Regions from separate parts of the Mus musculus genome. Here region 1 is linked to region 2. Evidence: chromatin contacts called from public HiChIP or PLAC-seq data. All regions are on one chromosome and are shown on one strand. Each heading gives the region's core, a stretch centred on a gene start, on an enhancer-like site or on the middle of the called end of the contact. The rest is flanking DNA. Distances are from core to core; before and after follow the strand shown.

What was found. HiChIP or PLAC-seq counts read pairs in DNA pulled down with a chosen protein or histone mark.
Region 1: a contact with region 2 is called in an H3K27ac HiChIP or PLAC-seq map of embryonic stem cells, with 10 read pairs. The contact joins the enhancer-like site here to the promoter of Inpp5b in region 2. A contact is called at or near these places in 4 of 39 promoter capture datasets (the C10 cell line, embryonic stem cells, hippocampal neurons and 1 more), 1 of 484 Hi-C or Micro-C datasets (stem cell-derived epiblast-like cells), 2 of 115 datasets of contacts at active chromatin or transcription factors (double positive thymocytes and embryonic stem cells) and 3 of 9 other capture datasets (adipose tissue, liver and pancreatic islet).

Annotation. Positions count from the first base shown.
Region 1 is chr4:124,821,637-124,827,515 of GRCm38.p6, reverse strand. It overlaps Mtf1 (metal response element binding transcription factor 1), which reads right to left. Exons shown (of 11, transcript NM_008636.4): 5 at 3,156-3,229; 6 at 2,334-2,470. Among named protein-coding and RNA genes, the nearest start is that of Mtf1, 22 kb to the right of the region's middle. Within about 2 kb of position 1,870, at least 10 of the 459 cell types and tissues checked have an H3K27ac peak or open chromatin away from gene starts, as enhancers often do. A contact at or near this core is called in embryonic stem cells, where this site is marked.
Region 2 is chr4:124,740,348-124,746,090 of GRCm38.p6, reverse strand. Inpp5b (inositol polyphosphate-5-phosphatase B) reads right to left here and starts at 4,241. Exons shown (of 24, transcript NM_008385.4): 1 at 4,175-4,241; 2 at 3,501-3,627; 3 at 3,061-3,155; 4 at 2,358-2,455; 5 at 2,188-2,217; 6 at 1-19. The coding sequence starts at 3,557. It overlaps Gm12915 (predicted gene 12915), which reads left to right. Exons shown (of 4, transcript NR_151694.1): 2 at 912-1,104; 3 at 4,170-4,317. Mir698 (microRNA 698) reads right to left here and starts at 2,310; the gene lies at 2,202-2,310.

The DNA.
Region 1 (5,879 bases), core at 621-3,120, 84 kb before region 2:
GTAAGTTAACCTGGTGCTGGGAGAATCTCGGGCTGGAGGCCTAAAGGCCTTGTGAATGGCCCCTGCAGCCTCAGGCCAGAGCAGAGCACCTCTGGTGCAGAGCGAACAGGAAGGAGAAGTCTGAGTTGGGGGAGAAAAGATGCTAAAACCCACTTAGCCTAGCCAGGCATTGTGGTGTATGCCTTTAATCCCAGCATGCACTTGGCCTACTCAAGGCTAGCTTGGTCTACATGAGTTCCAGGACAGTGAGGGCTACACAGAGACACCTTGTCTCAAAAACCAAAACTAAGCCAAAACAACAACAAAACAAAACAAAAACCATTTAGCAACTTATTGCAAAAATTCAGGCAAAAAAATAAACAAACAAAACAAAAGAAAACAAAAACCAGGAGAGGACAAAAATATATCAAATCAGTTCCAAAAACTTTCTCAAGGTAGAATGGGCAGATTCCACTACCAGCTTCCACTTCTTTATCCCCCAAATAATAAGATAATGGCATTACTCACTTTCCAGGATTAACAGACACAGGCTAGTGAATACTACCAAGCTAGAAACAGCAAGAGGGCTGGCAAGATGGCTCAGTGGTCAAAGTGCCTGCTGCCAAGGCTGACGACTCTAACCCTAACCTTGATCCTTGTGACCCACATGGTGGAAGGAGAAAACCAACAACATCCGTGACTATGCACTTGAGTGCACTCAACAAACACATGTAAAAAGGAAAGAGAGCAAGAAACAGCACATGTCCCAAGGTCTTTTTGGAATGGAACTGGAGGAGAGCAAGATGGACAGAGACTGACAGGGGCTCAGGATTTAAGAGAGAGAGACGGCTCAGTGGTTAGAGCACCTGCTGCTCTTGCAGAGGACCCAGATTCAGTTCCCAACACCCACACAGCGGCTCTCAACCAGTTATAACTCTAGTTCCAGGGAATCTAATGCCCTCTTCTGGCTTTCAAGAGCACCAGGCACACAAGCAGTATATATACATACGTTCCTGTAAGTAAACACACATTCACATAAAGTAAAAAATATCTAAACAACAACCAAAAAAAAAAAAAAAAGAACAGACCAAACTGCCTAAAACTTCCAGAGGCCTTCTGTGTGGCTTAGTGTCTCTGCAGACAGTCCAAGGGGCAAGGGAACCTTCCAGACAAAGCCTGGCGCTCGGATGCTGACAGATGTGTGAGGCAACATTAGCTTCCACCGCAAATGTAGTGCAGGCTTATCACCCACTGCAGCCACAGATGGGAAAATGACAGACACATATGAGCTCCAAAAGCTGGACATGGGGTGCACCTTTAATCCCAGCACTCAGGAGTAGACAGAGACAGATCTCTTGGCTCTGCAGAGACAGTTCCAGGACAGCCAGGGCTATACAGAGAAACTCCATCTCAACAAAACAAAACAAAACAAAAAACAAAAACCCCAGGAGTTCTGAGCCAGGCATGGTGCCCCATGCCCACAACCCCAGCACGCAAAGGACTACGACAAGAAAGCTATGGTGGCTCAGTTGATGAGTTTTTGTCTCAAAAGAAAACTCAGGGGGCTGGTGAGATGGCTCAGTGGGTAAGAGCACCCGACTGCTCTTCCGAAGGTCCAGAGTTCAAATCCCAGCAACCACATGGTGGCTCACAACTATCCGTAACGAGATCTGACGCCCTCTAAGAACCACAGAGTGAAACCCTATTTAAAAAAAAAAGAAAAAAAAAAAGAAAAAAAAGAAAACCCAGAACCACGGGGCTGGGCTGCTCAGTCAGTCGGTTTCAAGCACCAAATCTACATTTAAAAAGAAAAAGCTGGGGTGTGGTGAGCACTGGTGACCTGTACACAGGACAGACCAACATGAAGACCCCTGAGGCTCTCTGGGTAGTCAGCCCAGCCTGCTTAGAGAGTTCCCATAAGAGAGACTGTCGCAAAAGAGTAAAAAGGGAGGGACAGACAGCGGCTGGGGAGCAATACTTAAGGACATCCTCTGATTGCCAGCAGGTGTGCACTAGTGTGCTCTCTAATATGAACCCTTATTCTCACGTGTGTGCGTGCGCATGCGCGCGCGCACACACACACACACACACACGCACGCACGCACGCGCATAGAAGAGGCTCTACCTGGGCCCTGCAAAGCCAGTCAACAGCCAGTTCTCCCCCATACCTGCTGGATGGGAATAAGCAGGGCTGAGCAGAGAAACAGGGAGACAGGGGACATTTTTGGCTTCCAGCCTCCCAATGCAGAGACACAGAGATGCTGATCCTGTTTCTCTGTCCCCTAGTTAAGCAAGGACACAGCAGCAGCACACATCGCTGGGTCCGCCCAGAAGAGAACAGGAGGAGAACACACCTCTGATCCATTGTGCTGTGGAAGTGCACTGTATGCAGTGCCTTTGTTATCATGACCTTTCATGTGACTTTTGAGACTGTACTGAGTGCTAAACGTCTTCTCACAGCCGTTGCTGGGGCAGAAGAAGGGTCTTTCACCTGCAGGTGAAGAAGAAGTCATATTAGGTTCACCACCAGGAAAGCTCTCCCCTTCTGATGGTGGGCGAGTCTGCGCAAGGGACGGTGCTGACTGTCTCAGACTTCAAACCCAGAGCCAAGGAAAGCCAGCAGCAGCAGCAGCCTGTGCCTGTGCCTGGAGGGAAGGCGGCTGGCTTCCTCGTGGCTGTTTCTAAAGGGTATGTCTGGTTTTATGGTTTAAGGATGAATTCTTGACTCAGTCAATCATGGAAAACAGGATTGTAGGTGAAGGCCACACCATCAGTGCTCACTTGCTCTCCTAAGTTTTACAGGTCTCAAGAGGAACCTGGAACAGGCCGAAGGTTTAAAGGGAAAATGGAAATTGGGTTGGGCAGGTGACACACACCTTTAATGCTAGCATTAGGAAGGCAGAGACAGGTGGATCTCTCCAGTTCTAGGCTAACCTGGTCTACGGAAGTAGTTTCAGGTTAGCCAGGGCTATAAAGAGAAACCCTATCTTGAAAAACAAAATTAAAAAAAAAAAATCAAAGAAACAAACAAAGAATACAAAGGAAAGAAAGAAAGAAAAAGAGAGAGAGAAAAAAAAAGAGAGAAAGGAAGGAAAGAAGGAAGGAAGGAAGGAAGGAAGGAAGGAAGGAAGGAAGGAGGTAGGTGAAATGAAACATGGAAATCAGCCTAAACTTACCAGTGTGCGTCCGGACGTGAGTTTTAAGGTGGTGGCTCGCTGCAAACGCTTTCCCACAGCCGTCGTGATCACATCTAAGTGAGTTGTTTAAGCAAAGACAAACAAGAGTCAGTAGCTAAGAGAAGTCATCCTAAACACCCCGGGCATGCGAGCTGGAGCAAAGTTTGGAACACTAAGATCAGATTAGTCATAGTGGTTTTAGTGATGGGAATGAGAAGACTTAGAAAAATAAAAATAAAAACGAAAAACCCAAGAAAACAAAACACGGAAGGTGGCAAGACGGCTAGGCCAGGTGCTTGCCATCAAGCCTGATGTCCTAGGCTTGATCCCTAGAAACCACGGCAGGAGAGAAGCAGCTCTAGCAAGTTGTCATCTGACTGCTACAGGTGTACTGCGACACAATTCACACACTACATAAATAAATGTAACAAACAAGGACAGGAAAGATGGCGTATGTGACTCAGAGTCCAGGACAGGTCTGTAGGTAAGGCAAGTGTTGAGAGCATCCCAGTGATAAAGATCTGACCAATCACTGAACACAACTGTGCTGGCAGTGACAGCCTTCGTGGAAAACCTACAGCCACTGACTTAACAATGTCCATCAAGGTAAAGAGAGCTGGACTTGTAGACCCGTGTCAATAGTCCTAGCACCCAAGAGGGGGCTGAGCCAGGAGGAGGCTCACAACTTCACAAATAGCCTGGCCTGGGATTAAAAAACGAACCTTGCCTCAAAGTAGAGAAAATAAAAGTGAGCTGGGAAGATGGCAGAAGGACATAAACCCAGTGAGAGCGTGGGTGCGGCTGTGGTCCAGAGTCAGCCATAATCCGCAGCATGTAGTAGCTGCCTCCCCATATCAGGAAAGGGCTCACATCTCAGGCTGCCTTTCTACTGGCTCTGTAGCTAGGATTACAGGCACGCACCACTATGCCTGGGTTACGCAGTGCGAAAGCTTAAGATCAGGGCATTGTGAACGCTTGGTGCGCTGCATTCCTAGCCCCTGATACTTTCTCAGTAGTCAAAGCCAGAGACAATCCCCACCTCCTCAGGACTGATGGGATGCAGTCACCACATGCTTCCTTCCAGCATCTCTTAGTCCAGTTTTATTTCTTCTCCGTGTACATTACAGGAGAGGCTGTCTGTGTGCACACATGTGTGCGTGTGTTTACGTGTTTGCTTGAGACAGGGTCTCACTATGTAGCCCTGGCTGGTCTGGGACTCACAGATCTGCCTGCTTCTGTGTTCTCAGTGCTGAGATTAAAGGTGTTGTACAACCATGCCAGATGTGTGATGGTTTTTCTTAATCTGCTTTTCTCAAGGGCAGGGTTTGTGTAGTTCTTAACGTTGCTTTAGTTCTTACACAGCAAGAATGTAAATATATGACCAATAGCTTTTCTTATAAATCTTAACACCTTATTTCTTTAAAGGGAAAGTTTCTTTAAAGCCCTTTGGTGTTAATCACATATATGCAGCGCTGTATCTATCTAGGTCCCCTCTAATATTCAAGAGAAAACTATTTTAATCATCACAAAATTAAATGCATGTGTATATAGAAACGAGTCCCCTAGCAACCTGATGGGTAAGGGGAGGGTTAGGCATCTGTAACTAACTGGTCTCTCACCTCTTGTTCTTAAAGGGGCCGAGACTCAGGAACCTACCTGTAATTTAAAACCCCAGTTTCATTTAATTGGTGTCTTAGAGCTGGCTGCTCTGGAAGACTTTTCAGCTCCTCTAAGTGTGCGAAGGAGGGTGAATGGCTTCAAAATGAATGGGTGGAATGCTTGCTGCCCTAACTTTAAACAGTACCCCATGAGAATTCAGGGACTTTTTTTGTTTGTTTGTTTTTTTGTTTTTCGAGACAGGGTTTCTCTGTGTAGCCCTGGCTGTCCTGAAACTCACTCTGTAGACCAGGCTGGCCTTGAACTCAGAAATCTGCCTGCCTCTGACTCCCCAAGTGCTGGGATCAAAGGCGTGCGCCACCACACCCAGCAGGGACATTCTTCATGGGCTATCTTCAGCAATACTTACAACCCAGTTATGGGAAGCCTTACGGACTGATTACCTCATAAAAACGTCATATGACCACCCAGGCTGCTTCTGAAGACTTACTGGGTGCCTACAGGCAGCCACCTCATGCTTCCTGTTGTCAAGAACTAGCCATCATCCTCGGTGCTTAGCTTTACAGAAAGCAGACTTATAGATCTACGTTTGTCTCCGAGGAGCTTAGGGCTGGGGACATGAACATTTACTACCCTGGTAGAGGACCCGAGTTTAGTTCAGCTCCAGAAGATCTGATGCTCTCTTCTGGCCTTCAGAGTATTAGTACCCAGACGACATGTACTCACAGATATATACTTATAAAAATAAAATGTAAAAAATATGGATTTTGACATAGCTATACAAAAACCATGTGGTCATGGATGTGCACAAATGTGAGATATTAACAGCAGCAGCGATAAGTAAGAGTGGAGTGCACAGACCCTGAGCCAAGCCTCCTACCCTCACCTTCCCTCACGAGCACGCTCAGAAACAACTGAATCCTGTCTTTAGTAGGTCTCCCCTTCTCCATGCTCAAGGCACTCTGGCTGACAGCATCAGACACTGTCTATAACTTTGTGGCTCTCCCCCATTTAACTAAGGATGTGATATTTTGTTTTGTTTAGGGGGAAGGGATGTGGACATAGAATCTGACTCTGTAGCCCGGGCTACATCCCCAGCCCTTGACT
Region 2 (5,743 bases), core at 2,992-5,491:
TGTACTGTCACATCAGAGCCTGTAGAGAGGAGACAAGAAATGCAGTCACCAGTAGCTAAATACTAAAATGTATTAAGAGGAGACTCTGCGAGCTAGAGAGCTGGCTCAGCTGTTAGGAGCACTTAACCCTTCCAGAGGACCCGAGTTCAATCCCCAGAACCCACATAGCAGCTTATAACTGTCTGTAACCCCAGTGCCAGGGGATCTGATGCCCTCACAGAGACATACACAAAGGCAAGACATCAATGCACATAAGTTAAAAATAAATATTTTTTTAAAAAAAGAATGGACTCTGCCTGGTGGAGGTGGCACACACCTTTAATCCAAGCACTCAGGAGGCAGAGGCAGACACAACTCTGTAAGTTCAAAGCCAGCCTGGTGTACAGAGCAAGTTCCAGGACAGCCAGGCCTGGAAACAGAGAGAAACCCTGCCTTGAGAAACTATTTAAAGGAGATCTGGAGAGATAGCTTGGAGGTTAAGAGCACTGGCTATTTTTCCAAAGTTCCTAAGTTCAATTCCCAGCATCCCTATGATGGCTCACAACCATCAATAATGAGATCTGATGTCCTATTCTGGCATGCAGGCACATATACAGGCAGAATACTGTATATATAATAAGTCTTGAAAAAAAACAAAAAAACATAAAAAAAAAGAGAGAGAGAATCTGCAAAATGGCAAATCAGAAAGCCTAAACTTGGGCTAGTGAAATGGCTCAGCAGTTAAGAACACTGGCTACTCTTCCAGAAGTCCTGAGTTCAATTCCCAGCAACCACATGTTGCTCATGACCACATGACCATCTATAAAGGGATCTGATGGCACATAGGTGTGCTTGCAGCAGAGCACTCCTACATTTGGGGGAAGAGGAGATTGGGAGATTGCTGTGTGATTGGGATGTAATGTGGATTTAAGTTCTCCAGCTCTGTGAACTGAAGAGCATGCAGAAGTGCACTGCAGCACCTGCCTATCTGCTGGTCCACCGTAGAGCCAGGCCCTGAGAATGACATGATGAGGAGAAAAGACTACACACAGGAGAGGCCCAAGCTGAAAGATGTGGCACTTACAAGAGCAGGGGACCCTGGGGCCACTGGAGATGGCTCAACAGGTAAGTGTTTGCTGCCAAGCCTGAACGAGCTGTCCTTTGGTCGCCACACAGACACCATGGTAATTCAAGTACACATACACACACTCTAAATAGTTAGTGTGGTAAGTTTTTTTACATTAAAGGTAGGTTTATTGGGAAGCTGCTTGGGTGGGGGCTCACTGGTTCAAAGGACTGAGGCCAGGCGAATCACCATGGGGAAAGGTACAGGGGGAAGGAAGTTAGAAAGGGCTCAGGGAGAGAAGGGGAGAAGAGGAGCATGGGATAGTTTTTTTTTTTTTAAGAAGAGCGAACTGGCGGGGCAGTGGTGGCGGCACATGTCTTTAATGCCAGCACTCAGAGGCAGAGGAATTCGAGGCTAGTCTGGTCTACACAGTGAGTTCCAGGACAGCCAGGGCTACATGGAGAAACTCTGTCTTGGAAAACCAAAAAGAAGAAGAGGAGGAAGAAGAGAAGGAAAAGGAGAGGGAGAGGGAGTAGGGGGAGGAGGAGGAAGAAGAGGAGGAGGAGGGAAAGAAGGGGGAAGAGGAACAGCAGCAGGAGAAAGAGGAAGAAGAGAAGGAAGAAGGAGAGGAGGAAGGGGAGGAGGAGGAGGGTTACAACTTGTGGTGTCTGAGGTGATGATGGAGCCCACCTGGAGGACTGAAACGCACTGACAAGGGGTGATTAAGGAAAAAGAGCTGGTAGAGGGTAGCACCTGATTCTTAGTCACCGTAGTATGGACACCAGGAAAGTTTTCTCTAGAGTAAAAGCCCAGAAGCTGGATCTTTCATTCTACCTAGTGGGTTCTGGGACTCGAACTCGGAAAGTTGGTCTTGACAGCAAGCACCTTTCTCCACTAAGCCGTTCCACCAACCCAAGAATTTTCTCTTTTGGTTTGTTGTCAGTCTACGGCTTGCCTAGAACTCACAATGTAAGTCCAGACTGACCTCAAATTCAAGGCAATCCCCCTGCCTCAAGCCTCCCACATGCTAGGATTTCAGGCACCTAGCATCACTCCCATCCAGGCATGTTCTCGTTCATCTTTCTGTCTTTGGAACCTGTCCCATTGACCTAACAGGGACCCAGATTGAAAGGGCTACTCACCAAGGATGTAGAGTTCACCATCTGGGGACACTGAGGGAAGGAAACGAGAATGTCTTTAGCAACTGAACATCCCTGTCCCACCCACATAGCCACCACCCTCCCTTACAGTGAGGGCAGAGATGAGTTGGGGGCCACCCAGAGGAGAGCATACCACCCGGCCCAACTGGCACCTTCTTCCAGCATAAAATCTTTTGAGAGTGGCACTATCTGGTCCAGAGATACATCGTCTCCTGTGATGGCCATCCTCCGGTGTGTATACAGGAAGAGACTAAGGGCAGAAATGAGTGGAAGGCCCAGCTTAGAGTGCTTGTGGTCACCTGTGGGTCCCTAGTGCTTAGCTGGCAGTGCCCTAGCCATACGCATGGCTCAGGCCCTTTCCATGCACAGTGTCCAGTGATGCAAGAGCAGTACACATTCCAACCATCTCTTCAACCCCATCCCTTCCCTTTTTGAGGTAGGGTCTCACTCTGTAGCCTAGGCTGTGCTTAGAATGTAGCCCAGGATGGCCTGGAATTTGTGACAGTCCTGCCTCAGCTTCCTGGTGCATGTGCTCGCTCGTTCCCAGTTCAACCCTCTGTACTTTACTCTGGGTAAATGGAGCTATGAAGAACAATTTGCATAGGATTGCAGCATCCGGATTTAAACTCGGGCACTCACACAAACTCAAAATCTGGCCAAGTTTGATATAACTGCCTCTCCTCTAAAAGCTTCCACATCACATCTTGCTGATTATTAAAGGCTTAGAACACGGTGTTCCAGAACACTATCATTGTGTTAATTAGTCTAGGAGACTCAGACAGAATGACTGAAGTCCAGCTGGAGGATACTGAAGAACCACCCATGGCCCACACAGGCAGTCTGAGCCCTACTTACGCATGCTCCTGGGCGTCATTTTCCAGCCGGTACCTCACCAGCCCGAGCAGGCGGCTCTGCCGGCTATCTCCCTTACACAGCACACCTTGGACTGCCTGCTGCTCAGAGTGAAGGGAAACTGAAAGCCAAAGGGCGAAACTCCCCATCCGGCCCACTCCACCACGCTGCCTTTCCCTCTCCCACTGGCAAACGACTTCACCTCTCTGAGTTTTCCTCATCTGCAAAATGGGTATAATAGTCTCCAACTTTGCAGCTGGTTGAGAAAATAGCTACCTATGTAAAGCACCTGGTAGAGAGACCAGAGCCAAGTGAATACTTGGTAAATATTGGTTTACCTTTTCCCATATGGCTTCGAGAGAAATTTTTCCACACCCTCCATCCCACCTCCCAAGGCTGAAGCAGGCACGATCTGGATGGCAACCTACAACTGGGAAGGATATGATGACGCAGTATTCCCCCTCAACCAGGGTCTCCTGGATTGCCACAGACTGGTCCATGCTGAGCTGTCAAACCCTGGGGTAGGGCAGGTGGGAACCTCCCATTCCGTATTAGAGCTGCTTCGGGGGGCTGTGGGGATGAAGAAAGGGGCCTTTGTGGAGGGAAAAGAGAGAGCCTGGTCATCTCTCTTCTCCTTCTGGCCTTCCCCGTCTTTCCTACAATGGGTCTCTCAACGTTTCCAGAAAATGGGTTTCTACCCCTTTGCCCCTTGCTCGGTGTCGCCCCAGATGTTCCCAGTGGAGTTCAGTATGCTCTCTGGTCTCCTTGCTTCTGGGTACAGCTCTGATGCCCTCTTCAGGGAGCAGTTGTGGTCCATCTGGCTCTTCTCTGGGAAAGGTTGGTGGTGTGTCCAAATAGGGGTAGGGAGACAGCCTTCGCCTCAGTCTCAGCTAGGAGGGTCTTATTCTGGAGAAATAACCCAGCCCCGCTGCTCTTTCCTCGGAGCCTGTGGGTGTCCCGTTGCTCCTTGCCCCTCACCCCACCCAACAGGCCCCGTTGCATCAGCAGCAGGTTAGGAGTGTCCATTCTGGCACCCACAGGACAAGGGCCCCAGCAACCAGCTTGCAAGCCCCCTCCCACTCTGCACTTATTTCAGATCCTTGTCATTGCAGCCTACCTCCCGAGCTGTCACCGGTGGGCCTGCAGGACACCTCCGTTCCAGGGCAGATTAAGGACTACATTTCCCAGCGGCCCTGGCGTCACAGGACGGACAGCCAGCCTGCAAGTCCCAGCATGCCCGAGTCGGACATGGACGAGTAGGTGGGTCTCCCCGCCCTTACTCTATTTAAAAATCTAGAATCTACAGTCTGTATTCAAGCATACTCGGGCGTCCCAGTTCTGGAAAGCCTGCGTGAGGAACGCCTTTCTCAGCCCACTAAATCAAAGGGCCAAGGCCCATGTCCAAGGCAGAAGGAAGTGGTCATGTTACCCTAACGGAAAAAATGATGTTAACTTTTATTTTCAAGTTAAGTCCATCCTCAACTCTTCACATGCAGAAAGGGACAGCTTTCTATTATTCTGAAACACTTCCAGATAACTACCGTGCCCTGGCTTCATGTATGTCACCTTCTCCACTTGCCAGGTGGAGAAACGGAGGAACAGAGAGACAAAACTGTTTGACAAAGTCCGTAGCCAATAAGTGCTGGGTGCCCAGAGGGAAGTCCAACTCCAATTCCTGTGTCATTTTCCCGTCTAGGAACTGCTAAATGTTCTTAAGACCTATCTAGCTTTTCTGTCAATGGAACTTGAAATGTGTGGCATCTTTATCTGTGACACAGTAATGACAACCACCAGGCAGCGCGGAGGACTCTTCTTAACAGCGGAGGACGATGTGGCCCTCTTGGCTCTTTATTTCTTTAAAGATCTGTTAGTTTTTAATTTTTTGTGTGTATGTGTGTGTGCTTGCATGAATTTATGTGCACCGTGTGTGTGTGTGTGTGTGTGTGTGTGTGTGTGTGTGTGTGTGTGTGCACGCTCACCTAAGAAGGCCAGAGGTCATCAGATCCTCGGGGCTGGTGACAGGAGGCTGTGAGACACCTGATGTGTGTGGTGGGAACTGGGTCCCAAGAAAGAGCAATATGTTCTCTTAACTAAGGAGACATCTCACCGCAATGCCCAGATAGACAGCCCTGAGCAGGTTTTGTCCTCAAGCCCCTTAGCCACATTCTATTGGCCATTTACCCTGACAGGAACTATTCTCTTCCAGACTCCATTGTTCCCTTCTAGGTAAAGACTATATATAGCTAAACCGGGGATGGTGGCACACTCCTTTAATCCCAGCACTCGGGAGGCAGAGGCAGGCGGATTTCTGAGTTCGAGGCCAGCCTGGTCTACAAAGTGAGTTCCAGGACAGCCAGGGCTATACAGAGAAACCCTGTCTCGGAAAAAAAAAAAAAAAAAAAAAAAAAAAAAGACTATATATAACTCAAGACAGGACAAAAGAAGCTAGCTCAGACGAGAGAGTCTAGAATGGTTGGTTTTTTCTCAACTGCTGACTATTTCGGTAAGCTGGATCCCTGAGGACTGGGCTGAATCTTGCCCTTACACTCCTGTGCAGTTTCTGGTATAGTGGCTCTGAGACTTTCATTTATTTATTTTGAGCAGTCCTGAGGATGGAGCCTAGGAACCGGAACCCAGGGCCTCACAGCTGCCAAGCAAACACTCCATGACTGAGCCACATCTCCAT